Linked DNA regions of Ovis aries: region 2 is linked to region 1. The links are chromatin contacts, called in public Hi-C maps. All regions are on one chromosome and are shown on one strand. Each heading gives the region's core, a stretch centred on a gene start, on an enhancer-like site or on the middle of the called end of the contact. The rest is flanking DNA. Distances are from core to core; before and after follow the strand shown.

The links. Hi-C and Micro-C count contacts between places; a contact is called where the count stands out from the background.
Region 2: a Hi-C map of liver shows a contact between it and region 1, with 2.5 times the contacts expected there. The contact joins the promoter of TP53INP1 here to the promoter of CFAP418 in region 1. A contact is called at or near these places in 2 of 16 Hi-C or Micro-C datasets (liver and tail adipose tissue).

The regions. Positions count from the first base shown.
Region 1 is chr9:81,975,696-81,979,457 of ARS-UI_Ramb_v3.0, reverse strand. It overlaps CFAP418 (cilia and flagella associated protein 418), which reads right to left and starts at 1,781. Exons shown (of 6, transcript XM_004011826.6): 1 at 1,593-1,781. The coding sequence starts at 1,747. It overlaps TRNAS-AGA (transfer RNA serine (anticodon AGA)), which reads right to left and starts at 2,311; the gene lies at 2,230-2,311.
Region 2 is chr9:82,322,664-82,326,425 of ARS-UI_Ramb_v3.0, reverse strand. TP53INP1 (tumor protein p53 inducible nuclear protein 1) reads right to left here and starts at 2,057. Exons shown (of 5, transcript XM_042254468.1): 1 at 1,883-2,057. LOC121820316 reads left to right here. Exons shown (of 4, transcript XM_042254065.2): 4 at 1-300.

The sequences.
Region 1 (3,762 bases), core at 532-3,031:
TAACAGTAGTACTGGCTTGCTACAGCTTCTGTAAATGTATTATTGAAGAATTTGACTTAGTATGGTGGGATGGGGTGCGAGGATTATGGATGGATTTTACAGAGAGAGAGAGGCATAAAAGGACCTGTGCTTGGAAAGGATCTGTCCATCTTACTAATCCTTACCATTTTCAGCAGCCAGCTCCAAGTCATCCTATCCCTCTGTGCTAGTTCTCCTAAGATGAATAGGCTCTGGAAGGCTCTTTGATAAATTCTCTCCACCCTCAAAGGAGTGAATAAAAAGAACAAAGAAACTGCAAGGTAACACTGCTGTAGGACAGGAATGGTAGATCTGCTGGAAATCAGTACAGAAGGATGTCCAGCCTTCAAGATAACAATATACAAATTAATGAGAGTGATATTTACATATACAGTCAAGTGAGCCTTAGCTCATTCAAAGCAGTCATTTTAGTTGGCTCAATATTTATTTCTTAGAATGCTGTCCAGCACTCAACTAATTTTACGAACGTCTGTTTCTGAACTTTAGACTCTGGAACGTTTTTATTGTGACAGTGAGTTTTTAAACAAACATATGTCATCAGAGGTAAATCTAGTACATTGGGAAGCAATGGTGCTGGGCTCTGGGAAATCACACAGAGGTTCACAAAAACAAAACAAAACCCACAGATGCAACCGTCAATGAACAAGACTGACTCTCTTAGTTTGCTCCAAAGCTGCCTCCGTGTAATTCCACAAGAGTTCCCAAGAGATTCAAGCAAGAGTTATTGCACAGCCTCTCAAGTTATCACTTTGAAGGCCTATAACTCACTCTGGCAAAAATGGAACTGAGGGGAAGTGGAGATAAGAAGAAAGTCACTGCTATTTAATAATTACACAGAAAAAAAAAAAAAAAGACTGACAAACATGAAAGATATTTTCTGGATCAAAAACCAAGACTTTAAGAAATTTCCCCAAATTTCAATTTGGATGCCTGAGATCCTCTGGGACCCTTAGTTGGGGCCCTGGGTAGAAGGATGGTGGTGGGATTAATAGAGTGTGACCAGTAACTAAACCTTTTATCTGAAATGCAACCTCATTCAATTCTGAGCTTCAAAGGGAAAAACAACAACAAATGATGGACTAGAATGCAAACGTTTTCTCCAACAACTGGCCCAAGGATTGTTCTGCCTGGGGAATGGGGTCCCCGCACCTGAAAAGGGGACGAGGATCACTCACGCAGACGTAGGCCCGGGTCACCGTGACCCCCCTTGGGGTTCTAGAGCAGGGGCCTAAGCTGCACCCTCTCTGCCCCACTGGCAGCCCCGGGACGCGTCCGGGTGGAACAGACCTGGGGAAGCCGCGGGCTTTCAGAGGCGGGGCCTGCTCAGGGGCGGAGTCGGGCCTCGGGGAGAGATGCTAAGATCCTCGAGGACAGGCGCGGGAGTACGTGCGGCCCCGGACAGTGAGGAACTGAGGGTCTGGGCCGGAACGCGGAGAGGTCGTGGGCGGGGGTGAGTGGGTGGGCGTACGTTTCTTTCGGTCTGGCGGCGGAGGGGTGGCCTTAGGGCCTGGAGCAGGCTTCACCACAACAGCCCACCCCTCCCGCCTGTTAACCTGAGATTCTCTTTCGCCTCGGCTCGGTTCTGGTCGTTGCTGAAGAAGCCGCCGCCGCCGCCTCTGGGCCGCTCGACCGTACCCAGTCTCAGTGGGTCTGGTCGGCAAAACTTGGACTCCACCTCATCCAAGAGCTCGTCTAGGTCCTCCGCCATCTTGTATTCTCACGTCTTGCTCCCGGGTCGCTCTGGCACCCGGTGGTTTCCAGGGGCAACGCGAGGACCGCCCCCCCCCATCCCCTCCCGAGGCGCGCTCCTCGTCGCCCCCCGCGCATGCGCGCGCCGTTTCCGAGTCTCGCGAGGCTTGGTTGCTGACAGGCTCGCGCGAAGAGACTCGGTAGGGTAGCGAGGCCCCCGGGCCGCGCGAACGTTCCGGCGCCGGGGCGGGAGGTCGGCGTTGTCCGTTTCTGCGCTACTGGCTTTCCTGTTTCCGATTGTCTGAAGTGTTTTGTCCCGTCTCCCTTTCCTCCTGGACTCAGGTTGTAACCACAATCGCCCGACTCCCTAGCTCTGTCATCGCCTCCTCGTCCAGCCCCCTTGGGGTCCCAGTCGTATCCCAGACGTTCATAAATTCCTTAAATGTCTGCAGAGAAGCCTGCAAAAGAGAAATAAGCACCTGTGTCAAAATGTTAACTTCCCGTAGTCGGCAGGATTCGAACCTGCGCGGGGAGACCCCAATGGATTTCTAGTCCATCGCCTTAACCACTCGGCCACGACTACTGCTGGTGATGGTTTTGGCAGTGAGATCTATGTAGAGCTTGCACACAAGTGTCTAGTAACAGGTATGTTTGCATCACGAGGAAAACACTACAAAGCTTTTCTGTCAGATTAAGCGCACATTTGAATGTTTTAGTTCTTAGTAATTTTAGTTTCTCAGAGGGGATCTTGAGAGTATCGGCAATCAGAAAAAACGGAATTTTAGTAAAATCGCTAGTTAGTCAGAAAACAAGAGAGAGGGAAGAAAGGTTGGTGCTGCTGTACCCTGGCTTGCAGAGGTCTGCATTTTTCCGGAGATAACTGGGAATCTTAGGGCCCTGGATCAGCCTCCCGGCCTCCTTGCGTGATCAGCTCCACTCCCCCGCCGCTGTCTAAGCACAAACAGCTCCAGGACTCTTTACCCACTACGCACTAAAATAGTGTTCCCCACTGATTGAAATTCACTATGCAGGGCTAGAATGTCCCACAGTGTCTTAAAGACACTGCTCGGAAAAGTATGATGTGTGGTACACCTGCAAGATATTGTCTCTCCTGTAAATACTATGTTTGCACACTGAAACCAGAACTTTTGAGTATTTCTGAAAGGGAATTGCGTAGAGGTTGGCAACCTTGGAAACTCTGGAGATACTTCGATCGAAATGAATTAGTAGCTTCATTTACTTGGGTTTTTTGTTGTCTGTTCAGAATATCTATTAAAGATATTCTGATAGATATTCTGAACAGACAACCTATGATGGAGCAAATGTAGAGCCAACCTTTCAGTATTCATGACTTTTGGGAGCCAGTTGTTAAATGCAACCCCTATTAAAAAATTAAATTATGTAAACTTACAGTTAAATTAACTATATTAAAAAACAAAAACAGTAGTCAAAATTCACCATGGTCTGATTATTACCCTACATTTTATTATAATTTATGTTTGAGGTTATTTACATCTGTTGTATCTGAAATAGTATACAGTGGTCTATTGTTGTGAACCTCTTCCTAACTTCCCATTCAGCGATGTCACTTGGGTAGCTTGAAATTAGGCTTCCTGGGTGTATTTACACCACGGATATTGCAAATGGTACAAAATACTTTTCTTGCTAGAGCTAGTTGTCAGGCACTTAGCAGCATGTCACTAATGTTTACCACCAAGCAAATCTTGAATATTCCAGCAAGGCAGCATTCCCCTTACCTGTCAGGCTTCCCTGGTTGTTACTTTAACTATCAGAATCTTGTTGCATCGTATGAGGTCCCACTCAGTATATTGATATTTTGTTTTGTTTTTCCCCAACTTGCCTTGCTGGGTGATTTCTACTCAGAACTGACCTCCAGCAGAAAGACAGGAATAAACCACTTGATACTGAAATTACCCTTGCAATATGGTTCCAGGGGGAGTTATGCATAGTTGGCATACAGTTTAATACACTCAAGTGAATAATTAGATTTTTCTTTGTAAAAGATGAAATCTG
Region 2 (3,762 bases), core at 808-3,307, 350 kb before region 1:
TTGACTAATAAGGAAACTGAAGCTCAGAAATTAAGTAACTTGCTCAAAAGTGACAGAGCTGTTCAGGAGTGGGGCCTGCGTTGGAGCGGAAGTCTCTCTGGTTCCCAGGACCTTGCGCTCTTGCCCCCTACCCCCAGCGCGGGATGTCTCAGGCCCCTTCCAGCCTCAACTCTGGCTCTATGAACTTTGGAGAACTGCACTTTTCAGTTGGTTTTGGCTGCCAGTAGGCGGCTCCAAAAACATTTTAAATTAAAAAAAAAAAAAAAAACACCACAACTTTGATGATTTAACTCCTAACTATGTGTACAGTTGTGGCTTCTTGACAGTTTCGAAATATCAGGTGGCCAAACTAACATATCATCATCAAAAAGCAGCTCAAAATGATCTCTTTATCCCACCCTCTCTCACTAGTTTAGAAGAATAAATGTGCTGATTCAAGTAATTTTATATCAATTTTAAACTGTAGAAAAACCAAGCCAAGAAAGTTGTCTTCGCTTGTTCCACTCTATCCAGCCTACTCAACCAACTACAAGGAGGTTATTCTCCCCAGGATCCACCAGGTTGGCTCTGAAGCCTTGAATGACAGTGAACAAAGACAGCAATAAACAGTAATTCACAGCCTGTTAACCCTGAAGTTTGAAAGTGGGACCATTCCCAAGAGAACTATGAGCAATCAATGAAGCATTCACAGAAAAGAACAAAAGATAAAGATACAAAAACAAACCAGACCTTAGTCTTAGAAATTAGCAAGGTCCTGGTTCCAGGCTGGAACCTTCGAAAATTATGCTGCCAGTTTAGGGTTATAGTGACCGTGCCTTAAAAGCAAAAGCTTCCTAGCGCTTTTTGCATCTGCAGTGAAAAAGATATTTCAGTTACCAAGCAAGTGATTTCCAGATCTTGGGGCTCCTCATTATTACCTCTGTTCAACCACCCCAGGGGACACTTTCCACTCCCCTTTCTCAAAACTACTCTGTCCTCAGAAAGGGTTCTTGTCTCAATGATGGAAAGGGGGAGAGGCCCTCCTCCTTAATCTCCTCGAAATTGGAATTAACACAGGAGACAATGAGCAGATGTAATTAGGAAATACAATTAAAAAAGAAAACACACAAGGAATCCCTACAGAAAACTCATCTTCAACTTGAAACACCATTTCCTTCTACCTGGCTGTGTGGTCTTGAGTAAGTTAAGTCCATCTCTCTGGGCCCTCAGGTTTCCTATCTGTAATACAGCCTAACTTCACAGGATTATTGTGGGAATTGAGTTAATGCACGTAAAATCCTCACCGAGTCTGTGGCCCACACTAAGCACCCAATGAGCGTGCGTGATCAAAATGATGAGGATTTTAACTACGATGAGAGATAAAGTGCCTACCACAGGTGCAACCTCCACCAGTGATAGGTAAGTAAGATCAAAGCAAGAGTCAAGGAACCTACCAACGACAGGCGGGCGAGCGCCGGTCGCGGGGTGGCGGAGCCGCCGCGCGCCGGGAGGGCTGGCCGAGCAGCCGAGAGCCCTGCAGGCTGCGCCCCGGGGTAGCGGGGGCCGCCGCGCTCGCCCCTCCGGGGCCCGGAGCCCCCGACGCCCAGTCCTGGGCGGGCAGCCCCAGTCCAACGGCGGAGGGCAGGAGGCGGAGTGAGGAGGAGAGAGAAGAGGAGGTCAGTCCCGCGGCGGCCCCGGGAAAACAGGCCACGCTCGGGGTGGGGGGAGGCAGAAACCAAACACCCAACCGCCGCCCCGCGCCCGCGCGCACCCCCGGGGCCGCCGAGGTGGTGGGCTGCCGGCCCGCGGGTGCGAGTGGAGACCGGGGTGGGGCCGCACCGACCGCGGCCCGAGGGGCGATCCGGAGCGAGTGGCCCTGGACGCCGGCCCCGCCCGCACTTACGTGGGCCCGACCGGCGGCCGGACGGTCGGCGAAGGCAGCCGGCGGGGACCCGCGCGCGGGCGGCTGAGGTAGCTGCGGCTCCCGGACGGCGGGGCGCGGGGCGCTGGGCCGCTCCAGCCCTCCTGAGGCCGCGCCGCTGGCCGCCGCCGGCGCGTCCCGCTCCTTTTGTTGTTGTGCAGCCTCGGAACAGCTGATCCGCCGCTGCGCCCGCCCGTCGGGCCCGCCCGCCCGGACGCCCCGCCCCGGGGCGGGGCCAGGCCCGGCCCCACCAATCAGCGGCGCGCGGGCCCTGGGGCCACCCTGCGAGAGGCTGTCACTAACGCACGTGACCTGGCGCCGGGCCGGGCGATGCTCCGGAGCTAGAAACAAGCCCGGGCAACAACGCCCGGGCGCCCAGCGGGGAGAGAGGGGCCGGCGGAAGGCGGGGGTGCTGGGGGCTGGGCCGGGGGCGAACCAACGCGGAAACCCGCCCCGGAGGGTGAGGACCAAGCAGACCTGCACGCCGAAAAGAAGAACCCTGACCCCAGCTGTCCCTTTGGCCGAGCGTCTGGGGGCACACAGGGACACAGAGTTGCTGTGAGAGGAAAGCTAAGGGCCTTGGGAGTGATGGAAGCCCAAGACGGTGAGGCAGGTCCGCTTCACGTCTTGGCCGTCGTGGGAAGGAAGGGCTGGGCGTGCCGTGGGTACAGGCGTGCCGCCCACCCAACCTCCTTAAGACCAGGAGCCAGGCGCCCACCTTGCTGTGGTCGCTGACTCTGGGAGCTGACTGACCTTGTCTACTGGCTCGGGACGCAAGCCGGCGAGGCAGAAGAGGCCCGTGAGACCAGACGTTGAAGGCAGAGACGCCAGGAGATGTAGGCTCTCAGCTCCAGAAGACAGGAGAACCCGGAGGAAGAAGACGGGTCCCCGTCCAGGCTCTGCTCTGACCCAGGAAGCCGATGGCCTCTGTTCTGGTGTTTACACAGCACAAAACCATGGGCATTTACCAGAGGCCTATCTTGCTCACCTGGTTATTTATAGTGAGAGGAATGTAAGACAGAGGGCTTGAAAATATTTTCCAAACCAAAGCTCTGTCCGGTATAGACGGATTCACACTGTCTGGCAAAGGCAAAGTAGTCATTTCGACGTGTCTCCACCTTCACGTGCCTTTTGTTTGGACTGAGATGCAGTTCTCTGACCCAGGATGAAATTTGGATAGAGACCCTGAACAGGTGTGTCACACGTTAAGGATCTGAAAGGCTCTGGCCTCCTGATCCTCAGGGGCATCCTGTGGCCAGTCTGTTTCCAGCAGTACTAGTTTTAAAGGGTGTAAAACATGGGGGTGGTCTGACACCCAGGAGTAATAACCAAAATTCAGGGGCCACGTGACTTTTTTCTCAGAAGATAGAGCAAAGCATTAACTTGGATTTTGGCAAATCAAGCTCATCTTCGTATTTTCTCTTGATTGTCATTGCTAATATTACATGCCCCCAAATCTCGTTTCTTCTTAGGAATTTACCAAAAGACCGTCTTGTCATTCAGAACCCAGGCGTGATGATAATTCTAAGAGTCTGATTTCTTAAAAGGTCACAGCGAGACCTACCTTTTTCCAGTGTGATAAGATTTATCATTATTAAAGGCAAAATGTGGAAGCATATAATACCTTGTTACGACAGAGAAAATGACCTGAGGTAGATGCTGATTCCAAAGATGGTCACACCGGTATCTCCATCATGAAGTCTGTGTTTTCTTCTGTTTGAATTGGGGCTGGCCCTATGACTGCTTTGACCTATAGAATGTGGCAAAAATAGTGTTCGAGGTCTTCCAAGACCAGATGTTAAACAAGCCTGATGGCTTCTGCTTTGCATTCTGGGGAACACCAGCCACCACTTAAGGAGAAC